Regions from separate parts of the Mus musculus genome. Here regions 2 and 3 are each linked to region 1. Evidence: chromatin contacts called from public HiChIP or PLAC-seq data. All regions are on one chromosome and are shown on one strand. Each heading gives the region's core, a stretch centred on a gene start, on an enhancer-like site or on the middle of the called end of the contact. The rest is flanking DNA. Distances are from core to core; before and after follow the strand shown. Region 1 holds the start of Dlst (dihydrolipoamide S-succinyltransferase (E2 component of 2-oxo-glutarate complex)). Region 2 holds the start of Npc2 (NPC intracellular cholesterol transporter 2). Region 3 overlaps Ltbp2 (latent transforming growth factor beta binding protein 2).

The links. HiChIP or PLAC-seq counts read pairs in DNA pulled down with a chosen protein or histone mark.
Region 2: an H3K4me3 HiChIP or PLAC-seq map of the SCID.adh cell line shows a contact between it and region 1, with 14 read pairs. The contact joins the promoter of Npc2 here to the promoter of Dlst in region 1. A contact is called at or near these places in 13 of 39 promoter capture datasets (3T3-L1-derived adipocytes, the C10 cell line, the HPC-7 cell line and 11 more), 4 of 484 Hi-C or Micro-C datasets (CD8 T cells, erythroblasts, muscle stem cells and 1 more), 12 of 115 datasets of contacts at active chromatin or transcription factors (the SCID.adh cell line, astrocytes, bone marrow-derived dendritic cells and 8 more) and 2 of 9 other capture datasets (macrophages and pancreatic islet).
Region 3: a FOXA1 HiChIP or PLAC-seq map of pancreatic cancer cells shows a contact between it and region 1. The contact joins the enhancer-like site here to the promoter of Dlst in region 1. A contact is called at or near these places in 3 of 39 promoter capture datasets (3T3-L1-derived adipocytes, embryonic stem cells and frontonasal cranial neural crest), 3 of 115 datasets of contacts at active chromatin or transcription factors (astrocytes, pancreatic cancer cells and pro-B cells) and 3 of 9 other capture datasets (adipose tissue, embryonic stem cells and macrophages).

What each region holds. Positions count from the first base shown.
Region 1 is chr12:85,109,017-85,112,637 of GRCm38.p6, forward strand. It overlaps Dlst (dihydrolipoamide S-succinyltransferase (E2 component of 2-oxo-glutarate complex)), which reads left to right and starts at 1,817. Exons shown (of 15, transcript NM_030225.4): 1 at 1,817-1,943; 2 at 2,482-2,515. The coding sequence starts at 1,881. It also overlaps a transcript of Prox2 not described here.
Region 2 is chr12:84,771,377-84,774,997 of GRCm38.p6, forward strand. Npc2 (NPC intracellular cholesterol transporter 2) reads right to left here and starts at 1,736. Exons shown (of 4, transcript NM_023409.4): 1 at 1,410-1,736. The coding sequence starts at 1,491. It overlaps Isca2 (iron-sulfur cluster assembly 2), which reads left to right and starts at 1,894. Exons shown (of 4, transcript NM_028863.1): 1 at 1,894-1,995; 2 at 2,199-2,301; 3 at 2,417-2,532; 4 at 3,167-3,621. The coding sequence starts at 1,925. The coding sequence ends at 3,341.
Region 3 is chr12:84,792,745-84,796,365 of GRCm38.p6, forward strand. It overlaps Ltbp2 (latent transforming growth factor beta binding protein 2), which reads right to left. Exons shown (of 36, transcript NM_001370743.1): 19 at 2,297-2,416; 20 at 1,200-1,322; 21 at 875-1,000; 22 at 213-338. Among named protein-coding and RNA genes, the nearest start is that of Isca2, 21 kb to the left of the region's middle. Within about 2 kb of position 1,712, at least 13 of the 459 cell types and tissues checked have an H3K27ac peak or open chromatin away from gene starts, as enhancers often do. A contact at or near this core is called in pancreatic cancer cells, where this site is marked.

The DNA of each region.
Region 1 (3,621 bases), core at 567-3,066:
CTGTTCTGGGAGGGGGGGTGTGCAGGGGCCCATGGAGCCAGAGGAGTTTGATCCCCTGGAATTGGAGATAAAGGTGGTTGTAAGCCACCTCGTGCCAGGTGCCAGGAAGAGAACTCTGGGCCTCTGGACGAGCAATGAATGCTCTTAACCACTGAGCCATCTCTCCAGCTTCAAGACAGTTCTAAGCAAGTCATCACAGTAGTGATGCACTGTAGTGACAGAGACACACTACTTTGGAAGGAAGCATAAAGTACCTGCTCACTTTGCCAGAGGGGAATAGGAAAGGTTTCAGGAAGAGATTTAAAGGGGAATTAAAAAGCCCCTAGATAAATAGGAAGGAACAGCGGACGCAAACATGGGGAATGAAATAGTGCATTGGGTGGGGTCGGGAGTGAGGTGGGGATCGGGGCAGATGGTCAGCAGCGAATTATGGCTCAGTATCTGTGAAAATGAGAGCTCAGAAGCCACGAGCCGGATAATTAGGTGCTTGGGCTAGCTGAGGAGTTTGGGCTGTATAGACAGGCAGGCAGTAGCAACTGGAAGAATTTAAGCAGGGGAGTGGCAGGATTAACTCTACACTAACAAAGGATCTTTGACAGAGGTGTGAAGGCGGAGTGGAGAGAGTGAAAGTGGAGTCTTAGACCTGCTACAAGGAAGCTTTGAAGGAAACAGATGAAGGGCATTACAGGCTCAATAGTGAGGGCAGCTGGGACAGATGATGTCTCTCTTTCTAATCAGGGCTTCTGCCCAAGGCTCAGAGATTCCAATGCCATTGGATCCAGGGTTTGGTGAGCAGAGGCTTTGTGAAGGTTTTGAAAATTAGGCAAAATAACTCAAAAAAAAAAAATCAAAGGCACTACGTGGTTCATTTATTCATTCAGACATTAATTTGATATTTATTCAGCTGAGCTCATGGAATACTATTTCTGTTAGGAAGCCAGGGTTAAAGGCCTAGGGATTTAAGAGCGAGCAAGTAAGCAGGGTAAGGGTGGCAAGCGCTTTCAATGTAAGGCAATGGGCAGAATGGTATACACAAAGCTGCGGGGGGAGGGGGCGCAGGAAGCCTACAAGCGTTTCTACAACCTCTGCCAATGGGGCATGACATTGAACAAAAGTGTAACCCCCATAAGATTAGTATGTCACATTCCCAGAGTTGGGTAGCAAATAACTTCCAGAGTTCACAAGCTGGGTGGAGCACAGTTAGCTTGGCTGGAGAGTTTGCTCAGGGGCGGGAGAAGATCAGGAGCTAAAGCACAGTGGGGCTAGTTGGTGAAGTCTTACAGGTCCTTTAATACAGTTCCTCTTGTAGTGATCCCGGGCCATAAGATTATTTTGTTGCTACTTCATAACTGTAAATTTGCTACTGTTGTGAGTTGTAATGTAATTATCCGGTATGCTAGATATCTGATATGTGATCCCACTGAAAGGGTCGTTGGACCCTCCAAAGGATCGCGACCCACCTGCCCAAGTCCACATAAGCCTAATCACCGGCCTGAGATCTAAGTTCCTAGCCATTTCCCTCTCTTCCTAGAATGCAGAGGCAGAAAGGCTAGGTTTGGGGGCAGCAGAAAACGGCGCCAAACAGAACCAGCTCTGAGGAAAGGCAGGGAAGGCTTGAACCCGGGGGCGCTCCGGTGGCCGGATGGTTGTCCTCGAAGAATACTAACCCAAGTTGGCCTTCTCTTGACAGCGCCACAGATGCCCCGCGCTGGGACCGCTAAGGATGCGAGCCCGGCTCACACCGCCCGGCACCCAGCACGGTTAGTGGTTCGCTCCGAACACCCCTCGCCGCTTGGCTGGTGCCGCGGCCGGTCTCACTTCCGGTTGCTGCCGGGCCCTGTATCCGGTGTCCGCCCGCCCTCCATCCCGCTGCCTCCGCGATGCTGTCCCGGTCACGCTGCGTGTCCCGGGCGTTCAGCCGCTCGCTTTCTGCCTTCCAGAAGGTACTGTCTGGCGGGGCCCGGGCTCCGATGGGTGCCGAACATGGCTGTGGGCGGACGGGCAGGCCGAAGGGCAGGGACGCTGTGTGCTGGCCAGGCCGGCCACCAAGGGCACCGGGACGCGGTGGCTGCCGACGCCCGCGGAGCCGCCCAGCCGCGTGTACGGAGCCCCGGAGCCCCTGTCCTCTCCCAGGCAGCCCGCGCCGGCCGTTTTCCCGCTGTCCCGAACCCTTTGCTCCGGGGCTGGGAGCCGCGCCCGCAGCGACATTGACTTAGAGTTAAGAGAGGAGGCACGGCCCCCAACCGTATTCCGCGGCCTGTCTCTTCGCGGTCTCCAAACTAGCGCCTGGCAGGCTCAGGGGAGGATGACAGAGTTTGGCCGACTCGGTGTTTTGCGTCTACTTTCGGAGTTAAGAGCACGATAAACGTGTCATTACCTGTCAGCAGCACGATAAACGTGCCCTTAAAAAAAATGTTTGTTTGTTTTTTTCCCCCCTCTTTTCATTTTGGGTGACGTCGATAATGTCTTCTTTCTCAACAGGGGAACTGCCCTCTAGGGAGACGTTCCCTGCCTGGTAAGTTCTGCCCTTGCGGTCACCTAAAATGCACTTCTCGTGGGCAGAGCAGCATGGGAGGAAATCTGATGTTTCTTCTCATGGTATTTAAAGACAATGAATTCAGAGAGATGCGAAGCAAAAGACTCCCTTAAGTATAACTGCTGTCATGTACTCACCCGGCGCATCCTTACTGGGTTTTGTTCAGCTTTTTGTGGTGCTGAGGATAGAAGCTAGGGCATGGGAGGCAAGCACTTAACCACTGAGCAACACCAGCGGCCCACGGTTACTGAATTTACACTGTCAGGGCACTGTGCTAGATGCTCGTTAGAAATACAACAATGCAAAAAGTCTTGTCCTCCAGGAGCCTGAGGCGTAAGGGAAAGGCATGGTGTAAATTGCTGATCATCAATCATCTAAGTGTTTGGAAACATGGACAGAACAGGTTTAAATAGGTGACATTAAAGTTGTGGCTTGCAGGATGTGACAGTCAGTGAAGAGAAGAAGAAGAGAGAGAAAGAAAGGGGTAGAATGCATGAAGTCAGTGAAGAAGGAAACAGGTGTGGCATTCTTTTGGAATTGGAAACAAAGTGACTGGTCAGAAGCCATTAGTTAAAGGAAACAGTATCTCGAGGAAGATGATGGTGTAGAGGCTTTCGGAAGTTTAGATATTTTTTCCCTTAAATTTATTTTTCTTTATGTGTACTGTGTACACACTTGGCATTCTGTGCCCACGGAGGCCAGAAGAGGTGTGGGATCCCCTGTAATTGGAGTTGCAGGTTGGTTGGGAAATGCCCGGTGCCTGGGTCTCTGCAAGAGCAGTACCGGTTCTGAACCCCTAAGCCTGGAAGTTTGGATTTTCATTCTCGTAGCTGTGTGTGGGTTGTTGTCTTTGGTAGAGGAGAAAGTTATTAACAACCTTCCATAGCTTACTTTTAATCAGGTGCCTGGCAGATATGTATTTATCCCTGCCCACCTTCACTTTTTTATTTTTGGAGACAAAGTCTTGCTGTTAGGACTGTCTGACCTAGAGCTAACTATGCATATACCAGGCTGGCCTTGAACTTCCTCTTGCCTCTCTGCCTCAGAGAGCTAGGATTACAGCCTTGTGCTACCACATCTGGCTC
Region 2 (3,621 bases), core at 486-2,985, 340 kb before region 1:
CTTCAAAGAAACAGCCACTCTGAGCTAGCCTCCAGGTTTAGTGAACGGCATCTGTGAACTATTGATAGGCAGTGGCCCTTATTATTTAATCCAGTTCCACATGCCCACCGTTGCTTTTGCTTTAACAGAACTTTTAATATCATATTAGAGGTAATATGAATTCCCTTGTTTCCTTTTTCAGTGAGTATTTATTATTTACTATCATCCCATAGTACTGGATACTGGCTACAAAGAAGCATATTTAGCTTGGTTCCTCACTCAGCAGTGTGACTACAGAAGGCTTTAATCCACCTCCCACTCCCACCTCTACCTCCTTAGTTAGGGGTGTGTGTGTGTCTGCCTGGGAGTGCAGGTAGGTAGCTGAGAAGGCCCAGAGTTGGGGTATAAGCAGGTATAACCTGATGTGGGAATTGAACTCTAACCCTCCGGAATAGTAGTTCCCCTTAACCACTAAGCCATCTCTCCAGTCCTAATAACTCTTTAACTTACTGCTTCATTATGGTCTGTTTCCCCCTGCTCAAATATTTTACAAAATCAGTTTGTCTTTCGACCATCACTGCTGCCTTTTCCACCCCGGGCCCCTGCACTGCTCCCACAACTAAGTGTACAGGCTTGACTGGACAAACTCAGAATTTCTACCCTCTATTATATTTTCCAATAAAGAGTCCAGGGGCAGCGTTGGGAGGGAGGCATCACATGATGTCACTAGAAATACGAATTTTATAGGAGACAAGGATCAAGAATCATGAAATTCATTAGAACAATGGAAACCCTACTTTGTAAATGAATGTTATGAGAAGGAGAACTAGCTTTTGTCTCGTTAGTGGGGGTGGGGTGGGGAGGGGAGGTGGATGGTACTTCTAAGACCAGAGCAGGATTGACAGGGATTTGGAAGGCCAAACTGGGCTACAGAGTGAGGCTGCCTCAGCCCGCTCCCAACCAAACTTCAAACGAACAAAGGGAGAAAGGCCAGTGACGATACAAGGCATAAATCAAAATAAGTCCCGTGCCTATTCCTTCAATCCGTGTTGGATGCAGACCTGCTGTCTATCCTATTGTTTTATTTTTTGCTTTTATTTGTTTACTTTTTTCAGACAGGGTTCAATAAATCCAGGCTAGTCTTAAATTCGCAATCCTCCTCCGTCCATTGAAATCTCAAAGCCCTTGAGCGCTGCAATATATGCCCGCTTGATGTTCACCCAAGAAACTTTAGTGAACTTCAGCACACGGTTCGCCTTGTGAGTGTTTTAGATTATCCCAAAACACGAAATGCAAGGAGAAACAAAGTTGTGCGGAGGGGTTAAGTTTCATCAAGACTAGTACCTTCGGTCCCAACCTAGTCAATTCCACGTTCCAGCAACCCGCCCAATCCACCCCCGGGGGTCTCCTCGAGTGGGCTCAGGGCTCACCGCAGTCCTTGAAGTGCAGGGGCTCCGCCTGGCTGGCAGCGACCAGCGCCAGCAGCAGGATCGTGGCGGCCAGAAAACGCATCGTGGATATGAAAGCTCTGCAATCTAGGAAGGAAAAGCAGCCCGAGCAGTCACAAGATAAACTTGTCCCGGACCGAGGGTGGAGCCAGATCAGGCCACTTGTGAGCAGTAACCAGCGAAGGCCCGCCCGCGCCCCGCCCTGGGCTCCGGGGCCGCCTGGCCTGCAGCTCGCCCTTTATCTCCGCCCATCTCTTCCGCTTCCAGGCAGGGCCTACGGAGAACTCGCTCTTTGCGTTCGCCCCGCTCTATTGGTACCGACCCACTTCGGCAAGTGGAAGCGTTCTCTGTCAATCAAAGCCCTCTTATCTCGCTATACCCAATAGGCACGCTTGGGGGCGGAGGCTCGATGCAGCCCCGCCCCCTTCTCCCCTCCTCCGGAAGCCCAGGCTAGGCGGGGATTTGGACCATGCTAGGGGCGGAGCTTGCGGAGTAAGATGGCGGCCTCCAGGGCCTTGTCCCTAACTGCCGAGGCGGTCAGGGCTGTCATTCCTAGGCGCTCGGGAAGGTATCGAGGGTGGAACGTCACTTAGGAAGGGTGTTGGGTTCTGCGTCTTCAGGATAGATGGGAGGCTAAATCTCACGCGGGGTGGGGTGTGGGGTGAAGGCTTGGCAGTTCAGAAGAAAGTGTCCCCAGATTTGGGTACGAGGTGTCCATAGAGGGTCATCTGGTGCCATTTCCCGGGTTCGTCTCCCTTCTTTACATCGCAGGCTCCTCGCCGTCTTTCCCAGGCTTTTGACCCGCTGGGAAACAACATCTTCCATTCCAGAGGCTGGCGAGGGACAGATCCGCCTCACAGACAGCTGCGTCCAGGTAGGAGGTCGGACGCGGGGCGGCGGTGCCCAGGAGGGCTCTAGAAGACTTCCTAGTCACCCGTCCCGTTATCTCCGCTTGCTTGGCATTCTTGATCCTCTTTCCTGAATTTCAGAGGCTTCTGGAAATCACCGAAGGGTCAGAATTCCTCAGGCTGCAAGTAGAGGGAGGTGGATGCTCCGGATTCCAATACAAATTTTCACTGGATACAGTTATTAACCCCGACGACAGGCAAGGAGGACGGATGGGTCGCTAGAGGCTGTATCAGAGGATAAAAGTGGCCCCAATTTATTCCAAACTTCCAAGCGTCTAAGTCTGCTTAACACTACCACCCTCTCCGTTCTGTGAGGATACAGCAAAGATTTGTCCTCTTGTTTAAAAATAAGGAAGAACATTGACTTAGCGTCCGTTAGGTAGTCAAGTTGAGAAAGGCTGAACTAGGGCTGGAGAGATGGCTCAGCGGTTAAGAGCACTGGCTGCTCTTTCACAGGACCTAAGTTCAGTTTCCAGCAACCACATAGTGGCTCACAACTATCTGTAGTGAGATTTGATGCCTTCTTCTGGTGTGTCTGGGGAGAGCAACGGTATACTCACATAAAATAAATGAATAAATAAGTGTTTAAAATATATATATACACCAAGGTTCCACCCTAAGAAAAAGGCTGGACTAGTTTCAGTCCGAGCCCTTAAATAATCCTTCTGTTTTTTTTTACGTTGAATCTTTCTGCTTCAGTCCGTTCCGTCCCAGCTAGAAGTCCTAAGCAGTGTTCCATGCATTGGAGAACAAGATGTACACCTCTGGGCTCAGGGTGTTGTGTGGGTGTTTGTGGTATTTGTCATTCATGCTTTCCTCTTGTCTTTTCAGGGTATTTGAACAGGGTGGGGCAAGAGTGGTGGTTGACTCTGATAGCTTGGCCTTCGTTAAGGGAGCCCAGGTGGACTTCAGCCAAGAACTGATCCGAAGCTCATTCCAAGTGTTGAATAACCCTCAAGCCCAGCAAGGCTGCTCCTGTGGGTCATCCTTCTCTGTCAAAGTCTGACACAATGACGGATGACCCTGAGATTGCCACCACTGCACCAGTGTGAACAACCTAGAATAGTAGAATTCTAGAGGTTTCTTTCTCATCATGTCCGGCTCTCATCTTATTTAATTTAATCCAGAAGTGTCTTATTCTACCACTGTAAATTATGGAATGTGAAGCTTTTAACTCTTGGCCGAAATACTCTCCCCTCCCCCAGTACAATGTCAAGGCCACATCCAAAGGCTGTTACCTCACCTGTAATCACTGGTTGGAACCCAGTATAATTTGTAGCACCTCT
Region 3 (3,621 bases), core at 462-2,961, 320 kb before region 1:
ATATAATAGGGTATCACTCAGTCTAGGCCAAGGCCCAAGGAACCACATGTGTCTCGTGTTTCTTGTTATCCCCCTTGGTACCCCTGAGACACTGCAGCCTGCACACCAGTGCCTTCATGGTGTGCATGTGTGTTTCTTGTTTCTTCTTGTACATGCTTGGTTAGTCTACTGTAATCCATCTGCACTCTCCCCACAGGGGAGGGTTCTCTTACCTTCGCATCTGTTGCCCAGGGGGTTGGGCCGGTAGCCCCTGTCACAGTCCTTGCAGGAGAAGGAGCCTACAGTATTGGTGCAGACGCCTGTGGGGCAGACTCCAGGGAAGGCACATTCATCCAAGTCTAGGCAGAGAGACAACTGTGGCCATGGACCCAGGAGGGCAGTCCCAGCAATGAAGCCATCCCTCACTACACCTCTCGCCCATCTGGATCTCCAGAGAAGGGCAAGCCTTGGCCATATTCTATAAGGCGACCTTGTACTTCCTTCCTAGAAAGCTCCTTGCGTAGCCATACCTCCAGCTTACCTCTTTTGAGAGACAGTGTTATATAGCTCAGGCTGGCCTTGAACTCATTCTGTAGTTAAGGCTGGCCTTGAACTCCAGATCCCTCTGCTCCCAACCCCAAGTCCTGGGATCATGGTCATCACACGAAATCACGGTAGGTGACTTTAGCTTCCCTTTTGTCTCTGTGACCATTTGTCTCATCTTTGAACTTAGAAGTTATGTCAAGTTCAGAAGCTCTCTGAGGCCAAGTCTCCCCAAGTTCCCTCTAACCTAACCCAGAGACTCAGGATCAGCCCAAGGCTGGAGACAAACAGATGCTATTTAAGAGGGAGGGAGGCCTATATAATGTCCCTCTGTAACCATCTCTCCTGTTACCTTCACAGGCAGTGCCATCTTCGTTCACCCAGTACCCGCTCTGACAGGCTGAGCAGGTGAAGGAGCCCTCCGTGTTGAGGCAGAGGCCGGTGGGGCACGAGGCTCGGCTGGCACACTCGTCCACATCTGAAACAGGCCATTGAGTTCTGTATGGGATTCTGCAGGGCAGATATGCCAGAGACTCATAGGTGGGCAGGGAGTGTAGAAGGGATAGGTTTTGGCAAAGGGTAGGACAGGCTTTAGGAAAATTCAGGGTTGGCATGCAGAGGGAAAGATGCTGCAGACTTGATTTGCATGCGCCAAGAAGGGTGCTACATCTTAGTACCTCGGCAGCCCTTCTTGTCTGGGGTGACCTCATAGCCCGGCTCACAGGAGCATCTAAAGGAGCCTTCCATGTTGATGCACCTTCCATGGGTACATATCCCAGGGGTCAGACACTCATTGACATCTGTGGATAAAGTCCAAGAGGGTGCACAGGCCTCTCGCTCCTCCTTGCCCTTCTTCCCACTGCAGCAAGCCTAGATCTTCTCTATTATGAGCCCATGGAACTGGCTGTCAGAGGGAATGTAGGCCAGCCACTCTTGGAGAGCCACGAAGCCATACTCCTTGGTTTCATCTAGGCACAGCAGGGCCATACCCTCCTGAGTGTTCCTCAGCCACCCTACATAGTCCTGGTAAATGAACCTACTGAGAATGCTAGAAATGAGGTGTCTAAGACCCCTGACTAATTCCATCTCGAGTCTCATCCTCTCTAGTCTCTTACCTGCCACCCAAACACACATAGTCCATACTCAACGAGCAGTTCCAGTGTGTGGGCGGGCAGTGTGGAGAAAGGCCAGGCTGTTCCTGGGTGGTTGTGGCTGTCTTGAGGGCCTGGGAACCATCTGCCCTCCCCAGAGCCTCAAAGCATCTATTCAAAACATGGCTCCTCCTAGAATCAGAACCTTGGGCCTTTTCCCTGCGGGGGCTGAGGGGAAAGAGCACTCCTTTCCACTGTCACGGACTTGTTTTGGGAACAAGAAGTGCCACGACTATTCAGTGGGAGACGCTCCTCATACAGTACTTTAGTGTAGCAGGGAGCCTGGTGGCTGGATCTCTTCAGCCTAAGAACCTGCGGCTTCTCATCCCTGTCAACAGAAGCCAACCGCAGGAGCTTCTGGGACTTTAGGATAGAGCTTCGGAACGGATGTGGCTAGGCAGCAGAGGAGGGCCCCACCCTAGCTGATTCAGAGGGCAGAGTCCCATAACCAAAGCACACCCACATCATGCTCAGCATCGTCTAAGAATCCAGCCGGATGAAGGAGGGCAATGCCCCTTAAGCCACTTCTGTCTGCCCACCTCTTCCCCTCCCTGTGTGTGGGGTCAACCAGCCATCCCAAGGTCAAATGACCCCCACTCAGTGCCTGGGCAATCAGCCCTTACCTACACAGCTCCCACTCTGGCCTACATAGCCCTCCTCACAGGCCAGACAAGTGTAGGAGCCAGGGGAGTTGACGCATCTCCCATCAGGGCAGGTACCAGGGTGACGGCATTCGTTGATATCTATAAAACAACAACCCCTCCCTTGGTCATCTCTGAGAGCCACGACCCATGGGTACTTCGTGTCTGCAAATCTTTGACCCTGCCCTGTATGGGGAAATGGATGCCTGTTTCGGTATAGATGAACACTAGGAAAAAATGACTCCCCGCAGTGTGTTCCCAACCCTCCCGCCTTCCCTCTCTCACTGTTCTAGAGCAAAGATTAATGAAAGGACTTAAAGACTCTGTGGGTGGCTGCAGTAACCAGTGGGTACTGTTCGCTGTATGAAATCAGAGAGCTGCATGTTTCACACTAGATTGTTTGGGATGGGCCTTCATGATGCCCTTGGTCAATGCTTAATCCTTTACAGGGCGTGGCCATCTGGGGGACAGCAGTTAGTTGGGCTGTTAAAGTCAAGTGCTTCCCTGGCCCAGGAAATGAAGGCTGAGCATCATTCTTGAGATTGGCATGGACCCGCCTCGAAGCTAAGTGCAGACTGGAGGGTGGAGGTTGGCAAAGCTCTGCTTTTCTTCTAGCTGACAGGCACAGGGTCTCAGGACTCAGCTGAGACCCCAGGCAGCAAGGCTGAGTCTGGGTACTAACAGGACAGGCATGAGAGAGAGGGGCTAAGGAGAGGGAGGGACAGCAGGAGGAGAAGCTTTGCCCAAGGAACCAAGTACAGGGTTCTTCACTACTGACTTGCCTGTCAGGGATTCCAGCATCCAGGGGAAGAACCGAGGGAGAGGTCAGACCACAGGGGCTAAACCCTGGGACACAACCACAGGAGAACAATACACTCTTCTGGCACAAATATCAAAATGTCTGGCCACCAGGTTGGCCAAGCTGAAGGAAGCAGGAGGATTTATCCTCTTAAATTGACAATTATTCTCTGGGAGAAAGTCCAGCAGCTCAAGGGAGTCAAGAGGGACTACTGTACAGAAGCAAGACCTCTTCAGCACCTATGGAAGTAACACAAGAGACAGGCCATAGGAAACAAGCAAGCTTCCTGCAAAAGGACCAAAGACAGCAGGGAACAGTGCAGAGCAGAGCAGAGCAGAGTAAGAGGTCTGAGGCTCAGGGTAAAAAGGAGGACGAGGGATGGTCTGGTCTGCAGAAGTCAGGAGTCATCATAACTGACTGTCCTAGGGACAAGGGCTTATCCCTGAGGGTCTTGGAAGAGGAGATTATATCCTCAGGTGGTTATTGTGGTGGGTGGCTGCAAAGACAC